2 separate regions of the Gossypium hirsutum genome follow, and region 1 is linked to region 2. A link is a contact called in public Hi-C data. All regions are on one chromosome and are shown on one strand. Each heading gives the region's core, a stretch centred on a gene start, on an enhancer-like site or on the middle of the called end of the contact. The rest is flanking DNA. Distances are from core to core; before and after follow the strand shown. Region 1 has its middle 45 kb from the start of LOC107916774. Region 2 holds the start of LOC107916750 (endo-1,4-beta-xylanase 5).

Evidence for each region. A called contact is a pair of places that touch in the nucleus more often than the background predicts.
Region 1: a Hi-C map of leaf shows a contact between it and region 2, with 2.2 times the contacts expected there. The contact joins the enhancer-like site here to the promoter of LOC107916750 in region 2. A contact is called at or near these places in 4 of 34 Hi-C or Micro-C datasets (callus and leaf).

What each region holds. Positions count from the first base shown.
Region 1 is chrA01:106,198,991-106,203,624 of Gossypium_hirsutum_v2.1, forward strand. No RefSeq gene overlaps it. Among protein-coding and RNA genes, the nearest start is that of LOC107916774, 45 kb to the right of the region's middle. Within about 2 kb of position 1,826, at least 8 of the 9 cell types and tissues checked have an H3K27ac peak or open chromatin away from gene starts, as enhancers often do. A contact at or near this core is called in leaf, where this site is marked.
Region 2 is chrA01:105,959,020-105,963,356 of Gossypium_hirsutum_v2.1, forward strand. It overlaps LOC107916750 (endo-1,4-beta-xylanase 5), which reads right to left and starts at 3,027. Exons shown (of 8, transcript XM_016846117.2): 1 at 2,888-3,027; 2 at 2,694-2,773; 3 at 2,561-2,595; 4 at 2,283-2,442; 5 at 1,752-1,924; 6 at 1,521-1,622; 7 at 1,279-1,425; 8 at 113-1,201. The coding sequence starts at 2,769. The coding sequence ends at 227.

The DNA.
Region 1 (4,634 bases), core at 576-3,075, 240 kb after region 2:
TTTTTCAATAATAAAATAATCTTTAAAAATTAAATATATCACATATAGAATAAACTTATTTATGGACTAAATTACTCGCTCAAGTCTAAAAGCTCTCCTGAGTTGAGGGAATTTGGGAAAAAAAAATAAACCCAAAAAATGGACTTGAAAAAAAATTAGACTTGTTTAATGTTTTATTTTATGTATTTTTATAAAACTACTTTAATGGAAACATTAAAAATGTTAAGATGATTGTATATAAAATTTTAATAAATAAGCATGTATATTAAATTTAAAAATAATACAAACATATTTTTTAAATTTTATAAAGAAAATATGGATGAGGCTGAAATGAGTTTGGATTAAATAATTACAAATATGAGAGGTTTCGGTAAACATAAAATGTGTTAATATCATACCTAAATCAAATCTCAAAGTGTCTTAACTCAACCCACAAATATCTCTAATATTTTATATATATATATATAATACAATGTGTCAAACTCCTAACTGAGATGGAAATACTAATTTCTTTCCACATTGACTGCCTAAAATTTAAGTATAAAATTTAATTTTTTTATCGTTTTAAAAAATTGTTCAAATTTTCACAAGTATAAAATTTATTTTTTATCCTATTTAAAAAATTGCACAAAATTTAACAATAATTTTTTATCAATATACTTTATTTTTTAAAAACAGAAATTATCCCAACAATTATTTAATCAATATATATTATTTTTTAAACACAAACTATCCCAAATATTTTTAAATGAAAATTAAAAATTATTTTAAATAAACATTTGTATGTGTATTAATAAAAGTATATTAAATTAATAATTTAATCAATAAATGGGCTAGATTTTATTAATATACAAAAGAAAAAACAAAACAGCATAAGACCCAAAATTGACAGGCTTAAAAGCAAAGAAAGAAAGCATAAATAACCTGACCCAACAACATAATGCCCAAAACCAACCAGTCCTAAAACAAATTAAGGAAAAATAATTCAAAATACAAATAAAGCAGACCAAAAGATTGACCAGCCACATTCAATGATGAAAAAAGCCGCATCAATTCATTTCCACATTTCAAGACCAAGCGGTTACATCTTCCAAGAGAACCAAAAACCCTCTTCCATTTATTTTCCATCGTTCCCGATTCTTCCATGCCCTAAACACAATAACTCCTTCAATCTGATTCGCGCGGCCAGTCGTCTTCCATTCTCCGTCCGCCAAATCTGGAAACCCCACCTTCCATGTAAGTTTGCTCATTCCTTCTTAAACATTCTGTCGCTAGTATATGAGAAAGTTGATTGGCTTTCCTGTTCACATGTTGAAATCGCACCCACCAGAATTTTTTCGAAATTTGTTGAATATTCCTTTTATAAGCACCAATTTCCGACTTATCAAGGGAATTTATTCGACATTTATTAACAACTGATAACGAGTCCCCTTCAAAGATGAGATCTGACCAACCCATTTCCATACTTGTTTGTACTGCCCAAGAACATGCAAGGGCCTCTGCAGCGAAAGCGGACGCAACTTTTTCATGAAGTATTGTTCGTGAGACCCGAACCCAACCACCAGTGTTTCTTGCCACAATTCTAGAGCAAGATTCAAGACAATCTTTGTCAAAAGCCTCATCAAAATTAACTTTGATGAGTTCACCATATGGGGGAAGCCACTGGTCATTCGCACTCATTCTTGTAGGCCCATCTAACTCTGATTTATCAATTTCCACCAAGTTGCAAAGTAAATCATTTGCGATCTTCTGTCCAGTTCATGAACCCGTTTTGTTTCTATCTAACCAGATTGCCCATAGTGCTCCTCCAAACATCCTCCTAGTATGGTGATTACCGGCCCAAATCTGCTCTGTTTAAAACCCAACGAAGGCCTAATTGTGACCTTACTTCTACTAATACAGGGCAATTTCTAAAAACATGGTCCCAATTTTCCATACCCCCCGTACATCGAGGGCAGACAGTATTAATCACCAAGGTTGAAGGTTCAGATTTGTAAATGTAGGGATATAATTGTTAGCAATTCTCCAGATTATAATCTTAATCTTAGTGGGAAGTTTAAGGCTCTAGAGCTTCCTATAAAAAGCATTAGAAATGGTCTGTAAGTCATCCAGTGTTCACCCTGCTACACCACAAAGTCATCATGTCAGCTCCTTGGCAGAGGCGATTCTAGGGGGCTGGCATGGGCCTCAGCCCGAAAAATTATTATTTAAACTTTTTAATATTTTTAAAATTTTAAATTAGTAAATGTAAAATTACACTTTGATCCCATAAAAATATAAAAATTTAATTTAATACTTAAAAATTATAAAAAATATAGACTATACAAAATTAAAATTTCATTCAGCTCCCCCTTAACAAATTGCTTTGGCTTTTCCCCTATTCCTTGGCTAATAGTATCCACAGAATTCATTTCGTATCCTTAGACGAGAAGGTATTGAGCACAATCTCCTTATTCCAATCTCTCGTAGTATTATAAATAAGTTACGCCACAAAGGAAACAACATTATTTTGCATGTCATCACATAATTTGTAATTAATTAAACCTAGAATCCATGCATGCTCTGAGATTAAAATGCTTTCCCTCGAACCAGCCCGCCAACACAAGTCCTTTTGCAATAAACCTTTGGTAGCCCAAATACTATTCCACGAGTAAGTCGGTAAATTACCTAGCCGTGCATTTAAAAAATCAGAACTAGGATAATACTTAGCTTTTAAAACACAAGTTAATAAGGAATTTGGTTGATTAATAAGCCTCTAGCCTTGTTTGGCAAAAATCGCAATATTTGAATTTTTTCAAATTGCAAAAGCCCGAACATCCATCTTCCTTTAGTGTGCAAAGTCGAGCCCAATCACACTAATGTATCCCTTTCTTACCATGCCCTTTTTGCCACTAGAACCTCGCTAATATACTTTCAGTTTCCCTACGTAACATCTTGGGTAACAAAAAACATGCCATCGAATAGGTTTGGATGGCTTGTAACACCAATTTTATAAAGACCTCCCCCTTGAGAAAGGAACCGTGTACTCCACCCATCAATCCTCTTCTTGATTCTATCCTTTAATGTTTGAGAAGTAACTTTTTTTTGTCGTCCCACCATATTTGGTAAGTCCAAGTACCTCTCCGAGTCGTTTAAGTAACACACTCTCAACTATTGCGAAATTAGCTCACGATCTAATTCTCGAGTATTTGAGCTATAAAATTCGTAGATTTATTATAGGTGACACATTGTCCTCCCTTTAAAATTTGGGCACCTCGCTCACTCGTTTCCCCGAAAAGGACAGTCATTAGCAAAAAGTAAGTTGGAAATTTAGGGACCTTGTCTGCTTACTTTCACACCTTTTAACAACCCTTCCCCCAAAGCAAGACGCATGAGGGTGGATAAACCTTCGCTACAAATTAGAAATAAAAAAGGACTTAACGAGTCTCCTTGTCTAAGTCCTCTATGAGGTCAAAAAGAAACTTTTATTTAGCTATTGATACTAACGAAGTATGGTACAGTTGATACATATCTCATAATGACCCCGGCCCACCTAGAATCAAACTCCATGCGTTCCATCATATTCTTAAGAAATCTCAATTCAACCCAATCATATGCCTTATATCTAATTTAAAGCCCTTTTTCCCTATTTTTTTGTCGAAATGTGTGTAATAATTCATAAGCAAAGAGCACATTACTCGAAATTAAATGTCCCGAGACAAAAGCACTTTGGGCTTTATCAATGCAAACTTCCGACACCTGTTGAGAACAGTTTGCTATTGCCTTTGCTATCAATTTATAAATAACATTATAGAGACTAATAGGTCTAAAATTTACCATCTGTTTTGGTTACGACACTTTTGGAATAAGAAATATATGTGGCATTAATTTGTTCCATCTCTTTCCCTTCATTTAAAACTTCTAAACAAAAAGAGGTTACATATTCACCTATGATATGGAAACATTTTTGAAAAAATAATATCGAAAAATCAACCCCCGACGGTTTTGTTGGCCCCATATTTTTTAAAGCCACAAAAATCTCCTTTTGTCGTATACCGAGTTGTTAGCATTATATTCAAGTCATCTAAAATGCAATAGGTAACCCCGGATAGAATATGCTCCATAAAACTTATCTCGTTAGTAACCAATAAATTTTGAAAATATTTGGTCGTTACTTCCCCCATTCTCGAAGTTGTCAAAATCTCATCACCATCTTTAGTTTCGAAGCTTTTTATGGTATTAATTTTCTTGTGAAATGAAGCAAACATATGAAAGAAACTTGTATTCTTATCTCTCAAATACAACGAATTGGCCCTCGCCCTTTACTCTCAATAGACTTCATCTTTATCGATTTCCATATTCAAATGTACTTTTGTATCAATAAGTTTGGCTGTGTTATCATCATCCCTCTCATTGTCCATAAGAGTCTCCAATTTCTTTTTTAACTAACATTTTAACCCAGCCCTTTCCATCTTAACCCTTTTAGCCCAAACTTGTAAACTTTTACGTACACAGCTCAACTTATCCAGGATATTTCCCAAAGTAGATCCCCAAATCCTTCTTACCTATTCTTCAAATGAAACCTCAAACGTCCATTAGGCTTCAAACCAAAATCTATTCATTGTTCATTCATTCTTTTCCTGATTCGTATTGAT
Region 2 (4,337 bases), core at 1,777-4,276:
TGCTGATTGAACTCATTGAAGCCACGTAACTATTTATTTGTCCCTAGGACATTGCTGCTGAACCAAACAGCTTGAGCCCAATATCCATTGGATTGGGGTGGCAACTCGTCCATAGCCCGAGGTAACCTTAGGTTTAGTATTTAAACTTCGAATCAAAACGTGTTTGTACTCTTTGAGTACTGTTTAAAATCAAATTTAAAATTTCCATATACAAGAATCATGGGTGCTACAAATGAATGCTGAAGTGTTTAGTCTCATCGCTACGGGGGAGTGAGAAAGTAGAATTTGCAGCCCTGTCCCCATATCCGACATTGACCTTGTATTCGCCTAAGAATCCATAAAAGCTGTATGAACCATGCTCATCTGTTACCCCCTTCATCTCCCCGCTTTCCCATTCTTTCAGCAGCTTGTCAACCACATCACCCGCTGGGAGATTCTTAAAATTCTCATCAGTTAAACACATTTCGTAACACCCTTTTGGATGGAGAGCCGTCCACAGCATTATCCCATTCACTGAAGGGTGTGAAAACCCTTCTCTTAGTACCTGTTCTAGGTACACCCCCTGTAATTCTTTACCAACGGAACTGCTAATATCTACCTCTGTTAGCCATATGGGGAGTCTGAGGGTAGCCAATTTGTCTATCACGGCTCGCATTAGAGGAAGGTTTGGCACTGTAAAATGACTTTCCAACCCAATTCCATCCATGTACATGCCACCGCGTTCAAGCTCTCTTATCCTTTCAATGTAAGTGTCAACTGTTGATTTAACATCACTGCAGGTTTCCACAACATTAAATTCATTCATGAACAGGGTTGCTAAAGGGTCCGATTGATGTGCAGTCTCGTAGAAATGCAAGGTTGCATCAGGTCCAAGTCGTTGCTTGTAAAAATCAAAGTGGAGCATCTCATTACTGACATCCCAGTGTATGAATTCTTCTTTGTATTTGCTCATTAAGCTCTGTATCCTGGAATTAACTGCTGATTGTAGGTCAGGGCCTGCAAGGTTCCGAACCCATGCAGGCGTGTACTTGGGGTCTTCCCAGAATATGTTGTGGCCTCTGGCTATTATTTGGTGGCCTCTAACAAACTCCAGCATTTGGTCAGCTAAGGTGTAGTTGGTCTTCCCTTGATCTGGTTCTGTTGCATACCATTTCAGTTCATTTTCAAACACTGCTGCATTGAATCGTTCAACAAACCAGTTCTGGAAGACAAAAAGAAAACAAGATCAATTAGCTAGCATTGTCCGACATGTATTAAGAAATTAATACGAACACATACCTGATAGGGCAAATTCCCAAGAATGGTGTGTGCTATTGCAGAACCAAATGGAAAATCCTTTGAGACTTGGTTTATAGTTATTGCTGCTCCTTGCAACCTATTACCTTGTTGATCTGAGACATGTATTGTTACAGCACGCTTCCTTTGCTGGGGAAAAAATAGACAGTAAGTAATTTTTGTTAAGATATTGGACATTACCATTGTTGAAATATCATTTCACAAAGTGTGTCAACAGTAATTACAGTGTTAATCATGAATTGCTGGTTGAACCTCCATTCTTGATCAGTAAATGGCTGTAACGAGGAACTATCTATTGTTATATCAATATCTTTATCATCTGAGTTCTGCATATCCAGGACATTAGAAAAAAAAGGTTCTTAGAAGCAAAAATCAATGACAGCATTCATGACCTAATGCTCAATCTTTTTCACATATAAAAGCCTAAATATATATTGGTTTGAAAATAGGTTCACCTGGAATAGCAGTAAAGCTAAATTTGAAGGTGAATCAAGAACAAATCCACCTTTGAGAAATGACCAGCAACCATTCTTAGCCAAAACAGTCCCTATACAATTATATGTTCTGTTTTCTGTCTTCAAGCTTGCCCTAATGAGAGCTGAATTTGCACCTTGTATTTTGATCCAAGCTGTAATTTCACCAAACAGAGTAAGCCAATCCTGTAATGTTTCAAAATACAATTTGTCTGATATTCACAGTAGAAGTTTTTGTCTATGTTAAAAAGGCAGTTGCCTCTACAACAGGGGGATGTTCCTGAACTGGGGCCATATCTAGCATTTGCATATGTCGGTTGCCACTTTATGTGACAAATCCAAACCTTAAACATTGCCACTTGTTGGGCCACGGATGATACAGTGTGACATGCCAGTAAGTCAGTAACAGGTGCATTAAGGGTTCACCTATGTCGATGAACTTGTTTATTCTTTTTTTGAAGTATTTGTGTTTTAATATTTGTATCCGAAATTCATATAGATGGAGAACTTAACTGGAGAAACAGTACAAATTGCCCAGGGTGAGATTCTTCAAGAGAAAAGCTGGAGTGTAAAAACCAGTTGCAGTTTTGCCAATAATGGCAGGTTTCATAATGGGAGGCTCATCTTTCAGAATCCCTCCTTGGTACAGTGGCTCCTCTGGCTGTGCTTTACACTGCAACCAACAACATCATCAACAATTGTCATGGACATTGCGGTGAATCAAATAACTTCAGACTACATATTCATAATACAGTCAATAGATAAATGATCTATTCTCAAAACTGTTTTACCTCTGTGTAAGCACTAAAATCATATAAAGGCCCATCTGCAGCAATAAAAAGAAAAAGAACCCACTTAAGTTTTCTGAAAACCCCATTAGAATGTTTTGAACAGTCAAACCAAATGTAGAAAGGGAGAGAGAACCATATGAAGCAACCAAGGAACCACAAAGAAGAATGAAGAAAGCCCAGAAGCCACCAAAAACAAGAGAATGTTTCATGTTCCTGTTTTGAACAAACGGCTATTGGATTGAACTAATGCTGAAGCTTACATTATATACCATACAGAAAAAAAAAATGAAATGATTTCGGATATCAGGAGAAAGAGGGGGAGTGTACCTAATTAAGGTTTGTGGTGGGGATCACAAGGGAACAGTGAAAGGCCTATGAGAACCCGTGCCTTGCTCACATGTTTTACTTAAGGGTTTCATTTGATGTGAACTTTAAATAAACTCGTCTTTGCTGCTAAATGTCCAGATATGGTTATACAGGCTTAGACTCAACGTTATATAAGTGGGAAATTTATTTATTTTCTATCCACCCTTACTTAATATTAGTCACTTTAGCTTTAATGGAGAGTTGGCTTGTTGCTAAGAACTAAGTGCTGAGTCCAAGTTAAGTGTTTTTTTAATCTAAGATTTGGTTGTGTGCCAAACTCTGGTTTTTGTCAGCAAACTGAAACAATGTTCGTTTAACCAATATTATTAGAACTTGGGTTGCTTTTGGCCACCAACTTGGGCTGCTTTGAGAAGTGTAAAAGAAGAAATTTATATAATGGAGGTTCGAGGATTAGGTGACCAGTGTAACCAAGCACTGTTGCTAATACTGAGAGATTCCGAAATTAGTGTTTGGGGGATAACTTAGTTTTTGTTTTGATCATGGAGATTGGAAAACAAAGCACAAGTTGTACAAGGATTGAAGATGGGTAATTAATGGGAAGTGGGTTGGAAATAGGTGAAGTCTGCTTTAGAGTAAAGTCTAGTCCTCCATTGTCAGACCAGTTTGATTCCAGGGGTGCTTCATTCATGGCTAGAACTTGCACGCGTGAAGCGTGCATGATATTGGGACCATGCATTCACATGCTTTAAAAGTCAAATCACATTGAATGCCCAATCCCTCGGTTCCTCCATGGACGTGGAACCTGTTGGGCATTGAAGGAAAAGGTAAAGACATTTTCATTTTCACTGCAATTCTAGTATCACTGTAGAGTGGCCTTCAACCTGCCAGAAAGGGATGGGTATTCGATTTAGTTGAGTCGAGTTAAAAAATTTCGAGTTAGTCGAGTTGACGAATCCTATTTTAATAACTGAATTCAATTTGAATTTTTTTTAATCGAGTCAAAAAATTTCAAGTCGAGTTGAATCGTGTCAAGTTAACAAATCTTATACTTGATGTTATATTTACATGAACAAAGGAAAAAGGGAAAGTGTGACAATTCGGGAAGGAAAATAAAATTATTAAGTAAATATTTATCAAAACAACGTAATTTTACTTTTAACTTTATAGTTTTGAGTTTTAACTTTTAGGTAAATATTTATCAAAATAACGTAATTTTACTTTTAACTTTATAGTTTTGACTTTTAATTTTAAATAAGGTAAACATTTATTAAAATGACGTAATTTTATCTTTTCTTATTTAGATTTTCGAATAACTCGAATTAAGTGTGAACTTTCGGTCAAATCGAGTGAAATTGTTCGAGTTAAATTAGAAAAATTAATACTTTAAATTAAAATGTTGTTACAATATAACTATTTACTTGTTAGAGCATATAAATTTGAAACCATATAT